Linked DNA regions of Ovis aries: regions 1 and 3 are each linked to region 2. Evidence: chromatin contacts called from public Hi-C data. All regions are on one chromosome and are shown on one strand. The core of a region is the stretch at or near the end of the contact, and the rest is flanking DNA. Distances in the headings are between cores, read along the strand shown. Region 1 holds the start of LOC101107153 (cytochrome c oxidase copper chaperone). Region 2 holds the start of TIMMDC1 (translocase of inner mitochondrial membrane domain containing 1). Region 3 holds the start of CFAP91 (cilia and flagella associated protein 91).

Region 1 (4,173 bases), core at 1,279-3,778, 160 kb after region 2:
AAACCGAGCCCAGGGACCCTGCGGTGGAAGCTGGGAGTCAACCACTGGACCACCGGGGAAGTCCCATATTTCTCAATTTATTAGCATCATTTACTCTGTACACTAGAAACTGAAAAGCTATTTTTCTAGTTATACTTAGGCATGTTAGATTAACCAGGTGAGCTACCTTTCAGACAGGTGGTGGTTTAGTTGCTAAGCCGTGTCTGACTCTTATGATCTCATGGACTGTAGCCCGCCAGGCTCCTCTGTCCATAGGATTCTCCAGGTGAGAATACTAGAGTGGGTTGCCATTTCCTTCTCCAGAGGAGCTTCCTGACCCAGGAATTGAACCTCGGTCTCCTGCACTGCAGGCAGATTCTTTATCGACTGAACTATGACGAAGCCCTAAGAATGCTGCCAAATGATTGCTAAACCTGTAAAGCAATACACAAATTTGAAGCTATCAGCCTATGTATTACCTTCCAAGTAAGAAAGTACCATGCTCACCATTTCATATCTTAAATCCCAGGGCTCTCATGCACTCCTTGTGGGCTTCAATTAGGTGTCCACATTGCTCTTCTCCTTTCTCAATTATGCTATAAATCAAAATGCACTTGTTAATAAAGTAGGCATTAAGCACATTAGTGGTAAGTGAGCTAAGTGATGAGGAGTGAGGCAGAACACGGATCTGACAGAATACAGCTGGAGTTTTAAAAATGGTATTATACCAAATGGTTTTATACCAAATTTGTTTTTACTGGCTCTTGTGATACTCCCTTGCCCATGAAAATGTTCCACAGATAACTAGTTTTTGGGGGTAGAGGAATCTGATTAGAAGAAATAATTATGCATATTAAATATTGACCCTAGACAATATCCAAGGAATAATACTGCTCTGTAATGAAATAAACTGAGAAAAAAGTTAACATTAAATGTACAGAAAGAAGAGCTTAATTTTTTGCCTATCACAGAGGAATTACATTTTTGATTCTGCTCTACATTCAAATACCTCTAAATAAATTTACTTCTAGCCACAAGACACCCAACACAAACAGCAAAAGACATCTGGCTGCCAAGGGCGGCCTGAGGAGCCCCACTCATGATGATCAAAGAACTTTTCACTTGTAAAATTACAAAGTAAAGACTAGGACCACGAAAAAATCAATTATATGAAAAAACTGACTCCTGAGTCTAGATATCTGGGGAGCAACCATAGGGGTCAGAGGTAACTGTTGCAGAAGTTATCTTTTAAAAAGGTAGGTTCTCCTTCCTTCTAAATACAACCTATCTTTCACTAGCTTTAATGGCTGACTGCATGGGATAGCAAGCTCCTTATAAAAATAGCTAGCTCACCCTGATCATTTATTAAATACTGAAACTACTGTGCTAGGCACCAAATATGACTTATAGCACAGTAATCCTGAAGGCAGAAACCTTAGGCCCATTTTACAGATATGAGACAGAGATGTTAATTTGCTCAAGGTCACAAAGCTGGTTGGTGAACCAGGACTCAAACTGAAACTGCATCCCAGGCTTTTAATCATGATGTAATACTATCTGAAGGTTCAATAAGCACCTACTGTTTTTAACTGTGGAAGCACAGTATCCCACTGTAGTCTTCAATTCTCCCTTCACAGTATTACTTGCAAAATACTTAAGTGTTAATGTCTTTACTTTCTGTGTGAGGACAAAAAGGGACTGGAGGGAGAGGTGTAACACTCACATTATCTGAAGACTCCTTCAGATATTTGTTCCACAATAGAGGCTGTATACAATAAAAACAAGAATGCGAGTTGATGGTAATCTAGTTGTACTATTCTTAATACTGTAATGTCATTTATATCATAGCCTGGTTGATTTTTAAATCATCTAGCTAGAAGAGGTGGGGGCATAAGGGGGTTTTCTGTAGTGTTAAGAAATGTACCCTGTGTCTTACTATGTCTAAATTTTGGGAGAAATCACCAGAAATTGTACTCTTTGATACTGCCAAACCTCGCACAGCAATCATTAACTTTAATGCTCCATTAACTTTAAGTTCCTTTAAACCAAGCAGCATCTTTACCCATTTCTACGTTTTTGAACCTAAGGCAGTGTTTGACCCGTAACATTTCCACGTTCAGAAACTCTTTGTAGGAAGAAATGAATGGACGAAGCAAACTCGAGTCAATCTGACCTCTTTCCAATCCCTTCATCTGTTTCCCAAGGGTGAGCTAAGAGCTCAGTCTACAGCCAGCCAACTGCGAAGCCTATTGGACTCTATAGCCTTCAAGAGCACCACACGCCTAAGCGAGGACCAACACCAGCCCCAGGCAGGGCAGAAGGCCTGAGCGCTAGACGCGGAGCCTCCGGCCGCCCCCTCCCGGACTGCGCACTAACCACGCATCGCGCGCCTTCTTGGTCTCCGGGCAGGCGCAGCAGGGCTTCAGCGGCTTCTTCTCCTGCGACTCAGATGGGGCAGGGCTTGCGGCCGCCAGACCTGGCATTTTTCGTTCCCAAAAACAGCAACTAGCACAGACAGCCTAAACTCTCCAGACTTGGCAAAGCCGATTTGCGCGCATTCACTTCCGGCAGTCGCTCTGAAAAGAACAGGAAGTCCTGCCTCTCTTCCATAATTGGGGGAAGAGAGGGGAAAGGAGGGTTTTGTTTTGGTTTTTTTTTTTTTTTAAAGGCGCTGTGCAGAAGAGTCAAAATGAAGGTAGTAATGTGAGGACGTCTCTTTGGTCCAGGAGCAGAGAAGTGAGACGAGAGTGCAGCGACCTGGAGGACCCACAAAGGAGGAGATCTAGTCTTTCCCAGTCTATTATTTTCCTCTATTTCTTTGCGTTGTTCACTTAAGAAGGCTTCCTTATCTCGCCTTCCTATTCTCTGGAACTCTGCAGTCCGTTGGGTATACTTTCCTTTTCTCCTTTGCTTCTCACTTCTCTTATTTTCTCAGCTATTTGTAAGGCTTCTTCTGACAACCACGTTGTTGCCTTCTGCCGTTTGTTTTTCTCCGAGAAGATTTTGGTCACTGCCTCCTGTACTGTGTTACCAATCTCCATCCATAGTTCTTCACGTAGTATGTCTATCAGATCTAATCCCTTGAATCTGTCACTTCCACTGTGTAACTGTAAGGGAGTTGATTTAGGTCGTACCTGAATGACCTAGTGGTTTTCTCTACTTTCTTCAATTTAAGCCTGAATTTTGCAATAAGGAGCTGATAATCTGACCCACAGTCAGCTCCAGGCCTTGTTTTTGCTGACTGTATAGAACTTCTCTATCTTCAGCTGAAGAGAATATAATCAATCTGATTTTGGTATTGACCATCTGGTTATGCCCATGTGTGAGTCATCTCCTGTATTGTTGGAAGAGGGTGTATGCTGTGACCAGTGTATTCTCTTGACAAAACTCTGTTAGCCTTTGCGTTGCTTCATTTTGTACTCCAAGGCCACACTTGCCTGTTACTCCAGGTATCTCTTGACTTCCTACTTTTGCATCCCAATCCTCTGTGATGAAAAGGACATCGTTTTTTGGTGTTAGTTCTAGAATGTCTTGTCGGTCTTCATAAAACCGTTCAGGTTTTTTGGCATCAGAGGTTGGGGCATAGACTTGGACTACTGCAATGCTGAATGATTTACCATGGAAATGAACCAAGATCATTCTTTAATTTTTGAGATTGCACCCAAGTACTGCATTTTTGGATTCTTTTGTAGACTATGAAGGCTACTCCATTTCTTCTAAGGAATTCTTATAGAGATCTCTTCAAGAAAATTTGAGATACCAAGGGAACATCTCATGCAAGAATGGGCACAGTGAAGGACAGAAATGGCAAGGACCTGAGAGATGCAGAAGAGATTAAGAAGTGGCAAGAATACACAGAAGAACTATACAAAAAAAAGGTCTTAATGACCCAAATAACCATGATAGTGTGGTCACTCACCTAGAGCCAGACATCCTGGAATGTGAAGTCAAGGAAGCATTACTATGAAAAAAGCTACTGGAGGTGATGGAAGTCCAACTGAGCTATTTCAAATCCTAAAAGGTGATGCCATTAAAGTGCTGCACTCAATATGCCAACAAATTTGGAAAACTTAGCAGTGGCCACAGGACTGGAAAGGGTCAATTTTCATTCCAATCCCAAAGAAGGACAATGCTGAAGAATGTTCAGACTACCACACAATTGCACTTAGTTCACATGCTAGTAAGAAATGGCAA
Region 2 (4,407 bases), core at 1,284-3,783:
ATAAAATGTTTACACCAGGCTCCCTAGCATGAAGCAGCTCTCTAGTTGAGATGACCTAGTAGAAACAGTGTGAGAGGCTGCATAGGCAGAAGGTGATAAAGGGGATGCAAGGCCTTAATCACAAGGCCAGTTATTCATAAAGACAATGTGGATTTGAAGTTTAAAGGTAGAAGACATTTCTGTCTGATGCAGATTGGAAACTTCATGGAGGTAGAAATTAAGTTACACTTTGAAGGTTAAATGGTCCCTGGAGTTGTGAGAGTTTATTCTCTTTCCCTGTGGTAACAGTTCATATCATACACAATGTAATTTATGTAGCAAGGGCAGTACCTAGAGAACCTAGGAGGGAAAGGGAACCTGACACCTGGGGGACAATTTATGATGGGGCAAGAGGCTATTGAGTTCTGTAAGCAGAAATCAGCAAGAGGTCTGGGGGTAGAATAGTGGTGGTTCCAGGCAGTGTGGTCACTGCACTGAAATTTTTCTGATGCCTTTACTCTGGTGGCAAAGGTATGTCCTGGGGAGGAGCAAGCTAAATGTGAAACAGAGTGGTCCAAGTGAATTGAATAACATGTTTTGGCTTAATGTTGCTCTGAGGCCCTTCGTAAAAACAGACCACAGAAAAGGGAGAGTATTTCCATAGTGGTAAAGAGAAGGGGGCAAAAGAGGATGAGATGGTTGGATGGCATCACCGACTCTTTGGACATGAGTTTGAGCAAACTCAGGGAGAGAGTGAAGAACTTGGAAGCCTGGCGTGCTACAGTCCGTGGGGTCACAGAGTCAGAGACGACTTAGCAACTGAACAACAGGAAAGGAAGGTAAACCCCAACGGCTTGGAGCAGCAGGAGTAGGAGAGTGACAAGTAGTCTGAGGAGCTGAGGTGGAATAGCAAGTGTGAGCAGGCCTAGGATCTGGAGACTTCTTGAGTGATCCGATGACAAAGGGAACCTTAAGAAAGAGGCTTAGTTACCCAAGTGAGAAGGCAGCTATGGCTTTAGCAAAATTTGCCTGTTAATCTCATTTGTATCCATAAGGTAGTGAGGGAGCATTTAAGTTGTATATAAATGATTTCAGTAATACCTGCCCACACTCCCACCTTCCAATTCAAAGTCCTCCTCATCCCAGAATGATTGTGGAGTCATCTTAAGCATTTAGATTTTCCACATGTAGACTAGACACTGCAGTCATTTCCTTGAGCTTTCGCCTTGGGACTTTATATGGTGTCCACCTCTGCCTGTATGGGTTAGGCAGCAATCTGCAGCCAGAGCCAGGAGTCAAGGGATCTAAAGTCTTGATTCAAAGACTTATTTGAATGTAGGTACTGGAGATACAGAAATGCGCATACATGATCCCCGACCTCAAAGTTAGTCTACTGAGACACACAGTAAATAGGAAATCATGATGCAATGTAGTAAATGCTACGATGGGAACTGAATCTAATCCCGTCTCCCAGACACCAGAGATCTTCCTGGCGCCACGGACAAACTCAGCTAGTCACTGTTATCAGTCAGTTCCCAGCGCCCTATCTATAGAATTCCAGCTGTCAAATTCCAGAAATCTATTTACCTTATCTCACTAAAGAGTGTAACAGCTTAGACTTAAACCTAGAAAGGAATAAGGATGAGATTGGCAAGGAGAATACGTATGTCTGGTTGCTGGCAGAGCTTAAATGAAATAAACCAGTTTGAGAATATTGTAAATGCGTAATTTTTAATAAAACTATAAAGTATATGTTAATGAAAGCTGTAGTGGCGGGATATTATTGCTATTATAACTATTAAGTCAACACCTGGTAGAAATTCCAGAAAGTGCCCTGCCTTTTGAGAAACAGTAGGCATATAAACTAAGGGGAGTAAAACCTATCTTGTGGAGCCCAGAGTGGATTTCTTTTAAAAGTGTTCTGGAGATCTCCGGGCACCCCGCACCATACTCCTCTTCGATGCCTCGGTCTTTTCTGAAAACCAGAATGAACCCCGTCCAGTAGTCTGTGACAGAGTAGGTTAGGATGCATTTGCCCAAACTGCCTTCCCCTTTCCGTACTCCACTGTAATGAACACCGCACTTTTTCTTCTTCACGGCATTTCTGCTGTTATAAATGGCTTCCCTGATAGATCAGTTGGTTAAGAATCCGCCTGCAAGGCAGGAGACCTTGGTTCGAGCCCTGGGTCGGGAAGATCCCCTGGGAAAGGGAAAGGCTACCCACTCCAGTATTCTGGCCTGGAAAACTCCATGAACTCTATAGTCCATCGGGTCGCAAAGAGTCGGATACGACTGAGCCACTTTCACTTCAGCGTAAGACCACATCTTCCCGCCTGGAATCTACCTACCACCCTGCTTTCCAGTCGCAGAAGAGTCAGGAGGACGGCACCAGAAGTCAGACTGCGCCGAGCGCGGCTCCTTGTCACTACCTCACTTCCGGCGGGCTGGCCTGGCACTGTCCCGCCCCCAGCAGGAAGTGTGTTCGGCTCCGGTTCCGGCTTTGCCCGGTCCCGCAGCCTTTGCCCTCATTGGGGAGGGACTTCCTGTCTCGTGTGTCATTGTGCCTCCAAAGTTAGGCTTGGCACCGAGGGCCTGTGTGTCAAGCGGTGTGTCGGCGGGTATGGCCGCAAATTAACACGGGTCTAGTGTAAAGATACTCTCCCATTCCTTCTTGCAGTTACCCTCGCTCATCCCCCACCGCACCTCCGAAAGGCCTTGGCCTCCTAAGCGCCCAAGCGAGTGTCTGTCGACAGGTTCGGAGAGGGTCATGGAAGCGCGGCCGCCGGCCCCACGGAGCTTCCTCTGCAGGACGCTGAGTCCTTTCCCTCGGGTGTTTGCTGCCGAAGCCGTGGCCGCCGATCCCAAGGCTCTTGTAGAGGACCAGGAACTGTCTTCCTTCGTCTCAGAACCCCAATACCCGGAATCCGGATGGGACCGCCTCCGGGAGCTGTTTGTCAAAGAGTAAAAGTGCCTACGGTCTGTGGGGAGGGGCTACGAAGGAGGTGACCTGCAGCCTGGGTCATCTGGGGCGAAGGACCCCAGGGTGGTGTGATTTGTTTTTGCGGGATTTGGAGTTTAATATAATGTACTCCAAGCATGTATCCTAACATTGCTATTCGGTAGTTCTATTGATTGACAGGCCGGTTTTCAGATGGAGAGGGTGAGACTAACTGGAAATAGGGACTTTTAGGAGTGTTTAGGGAGTCTAACATAGTCTTTAATATAATCCCCTGACTTTACAAATTAGAAGAATTAGAGTAAGCTATTTAGTGACCCTACAACCAACATCTGGAGGACTCCAGTATTCTTTTTCGTGTATCACTTGATCCCAGATTCTGATGCTTCTTGAACAGTAGCCCTGCTCCCCACCACAAAAATGGAGGTTGGAGAGAGAACACAGTTGTTAAAATTTTTACTCTGCCAAATAAGGAATGTATAAAAAAAAATAGTAGCAACTGTTGTTGCAAAGATATTAGCTGGATTCACAAGTAAATTGGTGTCAGAATAAATGATAAATAACCCTTTAAATTGAATTAACTTTAATGGAAAACTCAGGATAATTAAACCATTTTTATTCCTCACTTACCGGTGAAAAGTTTTCCCTTTTTATGAAGTACTTTACCATATACTGATAGACAGGGAGGCCTGGCATGCTGCAATTCATGGGGTGGCAAAGAGTTGGACACGACTGAGCGACTGAACTGAACTTACCATATACTACACTGTAGTATCAACTGGTTAAATTAACATTGAAGCTTTATTATGTTGCTGAAATATAGCAGGGGAGCCAGTGGAATTGTATTTAATTACTTTCTTTAGAATTCATCATCTTATTTTAAAGATAATAAGGCCGCCCTTCCATTGGTCATTCCAAATTTATTTGAGATACTTGTGAACGATCCTATGTAGTACACAACAGAAAAGGTTTATTTTTGTTGATTTATTTATTTTTAATTGAAAATAGTTGCTTTACAGTGTTGTGTTAGTTTCTGCCATACAGCAACATGAATCAGCCATAGGTTCCCTTCCTCTTGAACCTCCCCTCCCAACCTCCCACCCCATCCCCGTGCATGTAAGTTGTCACAGAGCACCAGGTTGAGCTCCCTGTGTTACACAGCAGCTTCCCATTAGCTATCTGTTCACTTTACATATGGTAATGTGTATATTTCAATGGTACTATCTCAATTCTTCCCACCCTCACCTGCCCCTGCTGTGTCTATAAGTCTGTTCTCTATGTCTGAATCTCTATTCCTGCCCTACAAATAGGTTCATCGGTACCATTTTTCTAGATTCCATGTATATGCATTAATATATGATACTCGTTTTCCTGACTTAACTTCACTCTGTCTAACAGGCTCTAAGTTCATCCACCTCACTAGAACTGACTCAGATTCATTTGAAAAAGGTTATTTTGATCAGCCTTATAAA
Region 3 (4,411 bases), core at 1,142-3,641, 170 kb after region 2:
ATTCAGAAAGAGATGGGAATACCAGACCACCTGACCTATCTCTTGAGAAACCTATATGCAGGTCAGGAAGCAACAGTTAGAACTGGACATGGAACAACAGACTGGTTCCACATAGGTAAAGGAGTACGTCAAGGATGTATATTGTCACCCTGCTTATTTAACTTACATGCAGAGTACATCACAAGAAATGCTGGGCTGGAGGAAGCACAAGCTGGAATCAAGACTGCCGGGAGAAATATCAATAGCTTCAGATATGCAGATGACACCACCCTTATGGCAGAAAGTGAAGAACTAAAGAGCCTCTTGATGAAAGTGAAAGAGGAGTGAAAAAGTTGGCTTAAAGCTCAACATTCAGAAAACTAAGATCATGGCATCCGGTCCCATCACTTCATGGCAAATAGATGGGGAAACAGTGGAGTGGCTGACTTTATTTTTCTGGGCTCCAAAATCACTGCAGATGGTGATTGCAGCCATGAAATTAAAGACGCTTACTTCTTGGAAGGAAAGTTATGAGTAACCTAGACAGCATATTTAAAAGCAGAGACATTACTTTGTCAACAAAAGTCCGTCTACTGAAGCCTATGGTTTTTCCAGTAGTCATGTATGGATGTGTGAGTTGGACTATGAAGAAAGATGAGCGCTGAAGAATTGGTACATTTGAACTGTGGTGTTGGAGAAGACTCTTGAGAGTCACTCGGACTGCAAGGAGATACAACCAGTCCATCCTAAAGGAGATCAGTCCTGAATATTCTTTGCAAGGACTGATGTTGAAGCTGAAACTCCAATACTTTGGCCACCTGATGCAAAGAGCTGATTCATTTGAAAAGACCCTGATGCTGGGAAAGATTGAGGGCAGGAGAAGAAGGGGACGACAGAGGATGAGATGGTTGGATGGCATCACTGACTCGATGGACGTGAATCTGAGTGAACTCCGGGAGTTGGTGATGGACAGGGAGGCCTGGTGTGCTGTGGTTCATGGGGCCATAAAGAGTCGGACATGACTGAGGACTGAACTGAACTAGGTACTTCAGAGATACAAAATGACCATGTGAAGGCCTGTGCCCTCAATGAGCTCACAGTTGCGGGGAGCAAAGTTACAATTACTAATACAAAGTGGTCAATGCCACTGGTGCTACATAACAGCACTGGAATAAAGAAGTCTGGGTCTACTTGCAGAACTTGGGAGGCTACATAAAGGTGGCAAAATTAGCATTAAGTCTTGAAGGATACCTAAATTAATTGAGGGGCATAAGTACGAAAAGGCATTTTAGGCAAAGCAATCAGTTTGAGCAAAGGCTTGGAACTGGCGAAATACATGGCTGATTGGCAAAAAAACCCAAGAAGTTCACGAGTAGAGTAAAATAAAACCAAGAATATGTGTGAAAAGAAGAATAGAAGGCAGGAGGCTTGTTGAAGTGCCGATGGATTACATGAAAAAGACAAAGAAGCTAACTAACGTGTGTCACTAGCCAAATGGGATAATTCAAACATCACAAAGTATAATGATCATAACGGACGAAAAGAATCTGATATGTAAAATGCACTCATTCCTAGTGATACTAAGCAAACAATATCTTTTTGGTTAACACTGGTGGTTACTAGGGCACCACCAATTTCTCTTAAATTTGATAACTAAAGTGTAAAAATCCGTATCAGTTTGAAATGCAGAATCTGCCTGCAATGCAGGAGACCTAGGTTCCATTTCTGGGTGGAGAAGATCCCTCGGAGAAGGGAATGGCAACCCACTCCAGTATTTCTGCCTGGAAAATCCCATGGAGAGATGAGCCTGGAGGGTCACAGGCCATGGGATCGCAAAGAGTTGAACACGGCTGATAATCAGGACCAGAGCTCATAGTGTGCCAAAGGCTGACGCTCAGATTCTTTAGTTCGAACAAGCCCTGCGGAAAGGGGATGTCCGAAATGAAAAGTCCCCAACTATTCTAGAAGGCTCTAAGATTTCCCAGGGATTCCCGAAAGAGGCTACGGAGTGTGATTGGTAAATGGCTGCAAGGATTTCAGCAGCAACCTTCTCCCCAATCTGCGGCCTCCTGGCGTTGACCGTGGGTGGGCCGCTAAATGCTCGTAACTTTATCACCGGAGTGCAACTGGGAAGTGAGGCAGTCCCTCTCCCACCCCGCCCTTCTCTCCCCCTCCTCGCCTTTCTCTCCACCGAGCCCTCCGTCCTTCTCTACCCTCGCCCCGCCCTTCTCTCCTTCCCCTCCCCTCCCTAGGCCAGCCCCTCCTTTTCTCCTTTCTCCCCTCCTCTTCCCCCACCCCTCACGCTCCACCCCTCTGCGCACGTCCCCGTCCTTCCGCTTCTGCTCCTCGCCCCGCCCCTTCCTGTCGTCACTCGACCCCGCCTCTCTGACGCTAGTCCCGCCCCTCTCCTCTGGACTAGCTGCCTATCTTCGCCTGGCGTTTGCTCTCTGGTCCCTGCGGAGGTTACCATAGCTACGGTGCACGCAGCAGCTAGGTTTCCCTAGTTGAACCTGGCTGGCGGCAGGGAAGAGCCGGCACCATGAGTCACGTAGTGACTATCGAAGAACCCCAGGCCAAGTCGCAGGTGTCTCAAACCCGGTTCAGAGGGAAATCAGGGGCCTGGGGCAAAGTCTCTGCCAGTCGAACGTATGATTTCTTATACGGTAAGGGCGGCTCCAAACCTCCCTCCTGAGTTGTCGACACCTGGGCCAGGTGGGCGTCGAGACTGTCGGACCTGGCCGGGAACGCGGCGGACGAAAGACAAACCTCAGGAGGGATCTCTAGCCCGGGTTGTCTTTTGTTGTTTAGGGGCAGCTCCACGCCCTGCAGGAGGTGGCTCTTGGGCTGGCTGGGGGGAGGAGGCGGTCTCGGAAGCCGCAGGTGCGCTCTGCATCTCAGAGTAGCGAGCAGGAACACCTCATTCTTCTTTACCCTGACAATTTGCACAGCCCTAAGCAATTGTCCTGAATGCCGTTCCTGGCGTTCTGACTTGGAGATTCACACGACACTCCGTCATTCAAACTGCATAAAATGCCCAATTCTCTGGGCAACTTCAAACCTGTCATTCTGGGTAGGTAAAGGAGGGCCAGGTTGTCTCATCTTTGTTTTTAGGTTTCTCTTTTTATTTGAGCTTGTTCTTATCCGTCAAAGTATTGCTTGTAAACTAGGTCCACTAGGTCTTTTGGGCCAGTAAAGCCCCAGTTTATTTAATGCCCTGATTGTTCATTTATATTCTGTCTCTTCTACTGGACCATAAATTCCTGAGTTAAGTTCTTGTTCTCTCCATTTTTGTAGCTTTCTCAGCACCTTTTCCAGTGCTGGTACATGTGTTGGGTGCTATATAATTTGTTATGAATCATTTATTTAATTTACTACTACAATAAGTATAATCAGTAAAGCATGATTTCCCTCCCCCGCTCCCCGTTTTGCCCTCTTTGCCCTTCTTTTAACGGTGTGGTATCTCCTCTGAGAATCCCAGGGTTTCCTTTGGATGGGAGTCTTTAGGGTAGCCGTTCCCTGCTGTTGGGAATATGTAATGATTGCTTACATTTGTGTATGCTTCACAGTTCATAGCATTCTTTTCTAAATCTTACCTCATTTATATACTGTTTCACATTTGACTGAATGTTACATGAATACTTTGTATCTCTAAAGTGCCTCACTTGAAGTGCCTACAGTACTCTGTCGCTTCCCTGAATCTACATTTGTTGATGGATTAATAGCTACACTATTGCACTGCTAATTATAAAGTCTTTTAAATATGATATATTTTCCTAGCATCCAAAAATATCGTTTTTAAAAATATTTATTTATTGGTTGTGCTGGGTCTTCATTGCTGCGAGGGGGCCTTCTCTAGTTGCAGTGTGAGGGCTTCTCATTGCAGTGGTTTCTCTTGTTGCGAAGCACAGGCTCTAGGGACAGGGCCTTCAGTAGCTGTGGGCTGTGGGCTTAGTAGTTGTGGTGCACGGGCTTATTGTCCCATGGCATGTGGGATCTTCCTGGACCAGGAATCGAACCCATGTCCCCTGCATTGCCCGGCACATTCTTCACCACTGAGCTACCATGGAAGCCCCCAAAATATCTTAAATACTTCTTGGGTTTATCATTTATCATGAGCTCTTTTCCTCCTTTCTTTTCTTTCTCTATAGAATAAACAACAAGGACCTACTGTATTTATGTTAATTCCAAAGTCCTAATTTATTTCTCCCCTCCCCTCCTCTGCTATCCCCTTTGATAACCATAAATTTGTTTTCTATTTCCATGAGTTTCTCTGTTTTGTAAATAAGTTTATTTGCATTTTTAAAAAATTCTACACATAAGTGATACAATATTTGTCTTTGATTTACTTCACTTAATAGGATAATCTCTAGGTCCATCCATGTTGCTGCAAATGGCATTATTTCATTCTTTTTTATGGCTAGTAATAGTCCAT

The links. Hi-C and Micro-C count contacts between places; a contact is called where the count stands out from the background.
Region 1: a Hi-C map of blood shows a contact between it and region 2, with 4 times the contacts expected there. The contact joins the promoter of LOC101107153 here to the promoter of TIMMDC1 in region 2. A contact is called at or near these places in 6 of 16 Hi-C or Micro-C datasets (blood, muscle, omental adipose tissue and 1 more).
Region 3: a Hi-C map of hypothalamus shows a contact between it and region 2, with 5 times the contacts expected there. The contact joins the promoter of CFAP91 here to the promoter of TIMMDC1 in region 2. A contact is called at or near these places in 11 of 16 Hi-C or Micro-C datasets (blood, hypothalamus, liver and 5 more).

What each region holds. Positions count from the first base shown.
Region 1 is chr1:185,304,816-185,308,988 of ARS-UI_Ramb_v3.0, forward strand. It overlaps LOC101107153 (cytochrome c oxidase copper chaperone), which reads right to left and starts at 2,529. Exons shown (of 3, transcript XM_004002949.5): 1 at 2,356-2,529; 2 at 487-575. The coding sequence starts at 2,462. The coding sequence ends at 491.
Region 2 is chr1:185,148,016-185,152,422 of ARS-UI_Ramb_v3.0, forward strand. It overlaps TIMMDC1 (translocase of inner mitochondrial membrane domain containing 1), which reads left to right and starts at 2,534. Exons shown (of 7, transcript XM_004002944.6): 1 at 2,534-2,940. The coding sequence starts at 2,747. It overlaps LOC105607786 (a long non-coding RNA gene), which reads right to left and starts at 2,406. Exons shown (of 2, transcript XR_001433865.4): 1 at 2,328-2,406.
Region 3 is chr1:185,322,428-185,326,838 of ARS-UI_Ramb_v3.0, forward strand. It overlaps CFAP91 (cilia and flagella associated protein 91), which reads left to right and starts at 2,392. Exons shown (of 17, transcript XM_042231870.2): 1 at 2,392-2,642. The coding sequence starts at 2,628.